2 separate regions of the Danio rerio genome follow, and region 2 is linked to region 1. Evidence: chromatin contacts called from public Hi-C data. All regions are on one chromosome and are shown on one strand. The core of a region is the stretch at or near the end of the contact, and the rest is flanking DNA. Distances in the headings are between cores, read along the strand shown.

What was found. Hi-C and Micro-C count contacts between places; a contact is called where the count stands out from the background.
Region 2: a Hi-C map of an unstated tissue shows a contact between it and region 1, with 6 times the contacts expected there. The contact joins the promoter of fibcd1a here to the promoter of dab2ipa in region 1. A contact is called at or near these places in 4 of 18 Hi-C or Micro-C datasets (caudal fin, fibroblasts, hematopoietic stem cells and 1 more) and 1 of 4 datasets of contacts at active chromatin or transcription factors (caudal fin).

What each region holds. Positions count from the first base shown.
Region 1 is chr8:13,915,518-13,918,657 of GRCz12tu, reverse strand. It overlaps dab2ipa (DAB2 interacting protein a), which reads left to right and starts at 1,745. Exons shown (of 18, transcript XM_017357419.4): 1 at 1,745-2,330. The coding sequence starts at 2,258. It overlaps phf19 (PHD finger protein 19), which reads left to right. Exons shown (of 15, transcript NM_001128526.1): 15 at 1-556.
Region 2 is chr8:14,414,074-14,417,205 of GRCz12tu, reverse strand. It overlaps fibcd1a (fibrinogen C domain containing 1a), which reads left to right and starts at 1,424. Exons shown (of 10, transcript XM_073910115.1): 1 at 1,424-1,500.

The DNA of each region.
Region 1 (3,140 bases), core at 496-2,995:
TGCTTTTGTATGTTCAGATTGGATAAGCAGAAGGAAACTAATCGTGGAAAGTGATCATTTGTGTTTCATTTGCAATAGATTTTAGGCTCTTTTCAACATTTGACCACAGATGACCGTCAAATTTATGTTTTCATAGAAGATCTCCAAAGATTGCTGTTATATTTGAGATGGATTTGGAAGTGGATAATGGCCACTTATGTGACGATTTGAAAGCTATGTGAGGTTCTAAAGCCGTCAGATTTTGTGATTTGACTTGATTAGTTTTATAGTATACAACATTATAAATATACTTTATTATTTACATGTATATAATTGGATATAAGATTAGCCCCATTTTGTTATTGCACTATTAACATGTTTATCAGCTATGCAAGCTATTATTGGATAAATTGACCTATATTTTCTAATTGATTTTAAAGGGAAAAAATTTATACAAAGATATTTCTAAGATTTACTTTTTACTTTTAAAACATTTCCCCAATGGAAAAAGCATTTGTAAAACTGAATGGAAATTGCGACTGTTTTATTAACAAAATACAATGTTTGTTGTATTGATCACCTTTTGTATGTCAGCTTGGTCACATTTCAAGAGGAGTTTTATATTTTGGTTACAAGTTTAAGAAAGTTCGAATAAAACAAACTATAGTATTTGTATACGATTAAAATGAATAAGTCTTGAATGCTTTTATGACTGTTTCTACACATCACTCTCAAAACCATATGTTCTAAACGTGTTTGCTGTGTGTAACAATGTTCAAACATGTTAAATGTGCAAACTTACATTTGTCATTATTCATTCGTTCCTGTTTCAGACCATTAAAACAGTTTGTCAGCAATAATTTAAAGCTGTCTTGTCTATCTACATTTTTTACCTGTGTTGAGATTTTTGTATTATTTGTTATCACGGTTATATATTTTAATTTTTCTCTAGGGTTTTAATGAGGACAAAATTCCATGACTTTATGCTAAAAATGTTTAAATATATGTATTAACTCATATATGCATATATTGAGGTTTAACTCGTATATTACATGAAGTGGACGCTTTTGGAAACTTATTTAATATTCACAAGAGAAGCCTTTGCTTTGTTTATATTTGTTAATATAATAGACCCCTAATTAATAATAAATGAACTAAGCCAAAAAGAAAATAAATGAATAATATAATAGCTGTTTTCAACCAATCAGTGAGCGTAATAAGTTGCTTATTTAATATTCATGAGCCACGGCTTCACGAAGACGTTGTGTTTACCTGTGGGGTGAGTAATCGAGACAAAATCTCCAAATATCAATAAAATGTGTTTTAATATAGTTTATCGTTGTGTAGAAGTTAGTAAGAACTTGTCAAATGTCCAAACTAAAGCATTCACTCGTGTTTTTATTTTCTTTTGGTAACTTATTAAATGGTCATGAAGCCTTCTCTGTTTTCATTAGTTCCTATAAAAGCTGGTTTCAACCAATCAGTGAGCACAAAGTAAGTTACATGTTTAATATTCATGAGACAGACCTTCACAAGGACGTTGTGTTTTCCTGGGAGGAAAATGATTAGGACAAAATATCCAAGTTTCGGTGAAATGTGTTTTAATACAGTTCATCTCCTGTAGAAGTTTGTAATTTGTTGAATGTACGAACTGAAGCGTCCACTCGTGTTTTTTTTCTTTTGGTAACTTATTTAATATTCATGAGACAAGCCTTCGCCGTGTTTACATTAGTTGCTATAAAAGCTGGTTTCATCCAATCAGTGAGCGTAAAATAAGTTATGTATTTAATATTCATGAGTCAGGCCTTCACGAGGACGTGTTTACCTGAGAGGAAAATGATTAAGGCAAAATCTCCAAGTTTTGGTGAAATGTGTTTTAATATAGTTTATAGTTCTGTAGAAGTTTGTAAGAATTTGTCAAATGTCCACACTGAATCGTTAACTTCTGTTTTTTTTTTTTTGTTATAAGTTCATTTTTAAAGAGAGAGAGAGTTTTGTGTTTGTCGACAGCTAAGTTGCTTTCTTCGCTAGAGAGTTTAATCCGGTAATTTAATTAAGGTATTACTGTACATTTCTCCTCGTGTCCCCTTCACTCTCAGTCACGAGCACGCGCGTCTCAATAAAACAGGTCATGTCTGCACGCGCAGAGCAGCGTCATCTGTTTTATATTATGAAAACATTCATTTTGATGACGCGTTATCTTATTTTGATACATCTATCAGGTGCACGCATGTTTATAACGTTAAACGTAGTTTCTTGAGAACTGGACACTGACAAGATGTTTGGTGGTCCTACCCCCATATCACCACATATCACCCGCTGTCAACACCAGGGATGGATGAGGGTCACCGGTGAGTAGACGAAAACAGCTTTCTGAAGTAATTGTGGTAATATTAGAAATGTTGTGTGACTTGTATGAAGAAGTATGCTTGCCTTCCTAGACACATATATGTCATTTCTTTAAAAGAAAAAATACAATAGTATGCATGCAGTAAGAATATCTTGGGGGCTAATTGTAGGGCTTTTCATTTAAGTTAGCCACTTTTAAGACAGCCTGCATTATTTGTATGTTTTTGTGCTGTACTTTATTTCATTTACACTACTTAGTCGTACATAAAGCAAATATCGTTGTATTGAAGATTACAGTCAAAAGTTTTCCCTTATGATAAATCCTTTAGTAAATTATAATATATACTGTAGTGTTTTTGAACCATATATTAGTGTAATATGCTGTATACACACATATAGTTACAACATAGTTGATGAATAATTTAGTATTTAATTTTATCGTCGACTGCTAAACTTTAACTGTAATATAATTTTTACCACAGTAAACTGCAGTATAATATCCCATGGTTGTAGAAAACTGCAGTGTTGGGTAGCTTGTTAATATTGCTTTAGTTAGTTATTTCACACCAATTATAGAATTAGCCTACCAAAGCATATCAATTCATGTTTTTTACCATAGCATGGTTCAAAATCACTATAGTAGTCGTTTACTCTAAATTACTGTAATATTTTTTTATCATTCATATTTTTACACTTAACTCAAATTAGGCCATAAAATATATGCAAAATGTCAAAATTAGAATAGAAAAATATCTACACAACAAAAATATGGTGCAAAATGGCCACAACCTGACATTTAATGAAGCAAATTT
Region 2 (3,132 bases), core at 175-2,674, 500 kb before region 1:
ATTGGAAAAGATTAGACTATTACTGGACAGCATGGTGGTGCAGTGGGTAGTACAATTGCCTTACAGCAAGAAGGTCGCTGGTTCGAGTCCCGGCTGGGTCAGTTGGCATTTTTGTGTGGAGTTTGCATGTTCTCCCTGTGTTGGCGTAGGTTTCCTCCGGGTCCTCCGGTTTCCCCCACAGTCCAAAGACATGGTATAGGTGAATTGGGTAAGCTAAATTGTCTGTAGTATATGAGTGTGAATGAATGTGTATGGATGTTTCCCAGTGATGGGTTGCACCTGGAAGGCCATCCCCTGCGTAAAACATATGCTGGATAAGTTGGCGGTTCATTCTGCTGTGGCGACCCTTGATTAATAAAGGGACTAAGCCGAAAAGAAAGAAAGAAATAGACTATCACTTACTGGTTCTTTAAAGACCTTTGACAAGGTGTGGCGCCCCTTTTTAGATTATCTGCTGGATAACTCTAACTTGATTCTTTTACTGAGCCATAACATATGAACATTTATTATTCAGTTTTTTTCTTTTGCTTTTTAATTTAAATTATTTTTTTAAATTATTAATTAAGTTTTAGTTTTTCAATGGGAAGATATAGGGAGGGTAGTGTTTATTCGGGGTAGTGTTAGCAACGACAAGGAAGGATAATTAGAAAATGAATGTTGTAATTGACATTTCATGTGAAAACTTCAAAAACTGAAATAAAAAATACTTAACTGAACTGAATTTTAATTTGTTATTAACTTCATTGAATAAAACAATTATGACTTTTGAGTGCGATCATCTACATATTATCTAGCATTAATAAATTCTTTTGCAGTTTTCATTACATTGACTTTAGCTAAAATAACTGTTGTTAACAAATGGAACTGAACTGTACATGAGTTCATGAACAAAAGGCTTATAAAAAGTCACAGAATTTGCAACGTGAAGCCAGATTAATTTCCAAGTATTTACACAAAATTAAGTATTAATTCATATGCTGTTATAAAGAACAATCTGAATATTTCTAATAGGCAGTCTAAACGTTTGATTGATAAATAATGTCATAGCGTAATCTTTCTTCCAATCAAAATGAATTGTTCACCCAAAAATTTAGGATATGCTGCTAAATTACTCACCCTCAAGCATTTAAGATGCAGGTGATTCTTTATTTTATAGATTGTAGATTTTTAGATTAAATCGTCTATAGGTCTACTTGGTGATTTATAAAATGCAAGTCAACAGCTATCAGCATCAAAGGCTAATGTTATACCACGAAATTAATACCTCAATCCTTACTAAAACACTGAAGTCTAAAGAAGTAAAATGATTGGCTTATTCATCGTATTTACAACAATATTACTTAATTTTTTAATACATTTTTAAATAAACGACCCTAATGTGCTTCTTCTTAGGATCAACAGAGGGCGCCACTTTTTTTAGTTTTTCGCCACTAATTACTAAGTTTTGGGAAGACAGCTGGAAATGCAGTAAAGTAAGCAACCACGACATCATTTTATAAGGTAAGATGTCGTTAACAACTTCCCAATGTACATTTATTCACTAGTCAAAACAAACATATTAGCAATTGCTTGGACCTCTTACCTAAACTGCCATGATTTTGATGAAAATCGTACCTGCTAATAGGAGGAAGTCACGCCATGTTTTAGAGCTCATATCTCGGTGTTTTTTTGTGTTGTTTCTAGGGTGTTTACTAACTTATTAGAGTGAGTGTTCTGTGTGGTTGCTACTTGCCAGGCGACTATTATTTTAGCTTGGATGTTATTAGACTATGGGGTTGTTATTATATTTTGTATGTTGCTGCATAAGCAGTTGCTGTGTTGTTTTGGATAGATACTGTTACTATAGTACTAGTACATATTATATTATGATAGTGTATTTATACTGTATTTACTGTATTTTAAAAATACTACAAAGTCATTTTAAAAGGTAGCATGACATTTCTTTGCAAACTTTCCATCAATAGGTCTATTAGATCAATTCCTTCATCATTAAACTGACTTAGTGAAGTAAACAGTTTAATAACAAATTTTCTTCCCACTTAATTCGTTCAGTTTTCTGTTCTGATCTGAAGTTTATAGGCAAATAGCTGAGAAAGCACCAGTCAGAGGCCTCAATTTTAAGATGTCATAATGTACTGTAGACTTTTTATTACAATATTTTACAGTATTTTGAAAATACAAAAATATGAGACACTTAAGTATTTTGATACTTCATATCAAGACATTTTCTTCAACCCTATCAAATACAAATGACAAAATACTATTTTGTATTTGAAACACTTGTATTATAAATACTGCCCATCCCTGATCACATTGATATTATAATTTGCTGTGAATATGTATTTTAGTTGATTTTGCAGTTTTTCAGTTTCAGTTTCCTTTATTTTGTCATTCAAAATGTCACAGTAGATTTTACGTTACACCACCGCCCATGAAGAACATAAAAAAGCATCAGAAAACAATAAAAAACCTAATATAATAAATACACTTTTGTAATTATATGAATATGTAAATCAATTCAATTCAATTCCTCTTTATTTCTATATCGCTTTTACAATGTAGTGTAAAAGCAGCTTGACATAGAAGTTCTAAATTGAAACTGTCTCAATCCAGTTTTCAGAGGTGAATTTCAGTTTATATATATACTATATGTAAAGTTCTTTCGCCTAAACTTGACATTGAGCATAGCCTATATATATTTGAAGGTGTCTATTATGCATCTTATTATGCTACTAAACTCTATATCTTAGTAGTTCTTAGTTGTTCAGTTTTTTTAGTGTCATCTTTTGTGTTATAGCTAATTTTGAATCTGTGTGTTCCTGTTTGGTTTGACAGCTAAAGAATCACAGTGATGTTTGGAGCAGTCAGTGTTTACTTGAGGAAAAGCGTTGTGTGTTCTAATTGAGTGTTTTGTCCCACATTGGAATTCAGCGAATGAAACTTTGTTTATTCTCACCATTCACGGTGCTATTTCAGCTTTGTCCCAAATAGTTTTTCCAGGATGTTATTTCTGTTTCGCTGCTGGTGATTTTCTGAGGTAGAAAAACCATTCAAAATTGGCCCATAATTTTTCAGTGAATTGCTTTTTAAAAGTGGCTACCTTCGTGGTCCTTTCATTCTGTCTGACCTGAC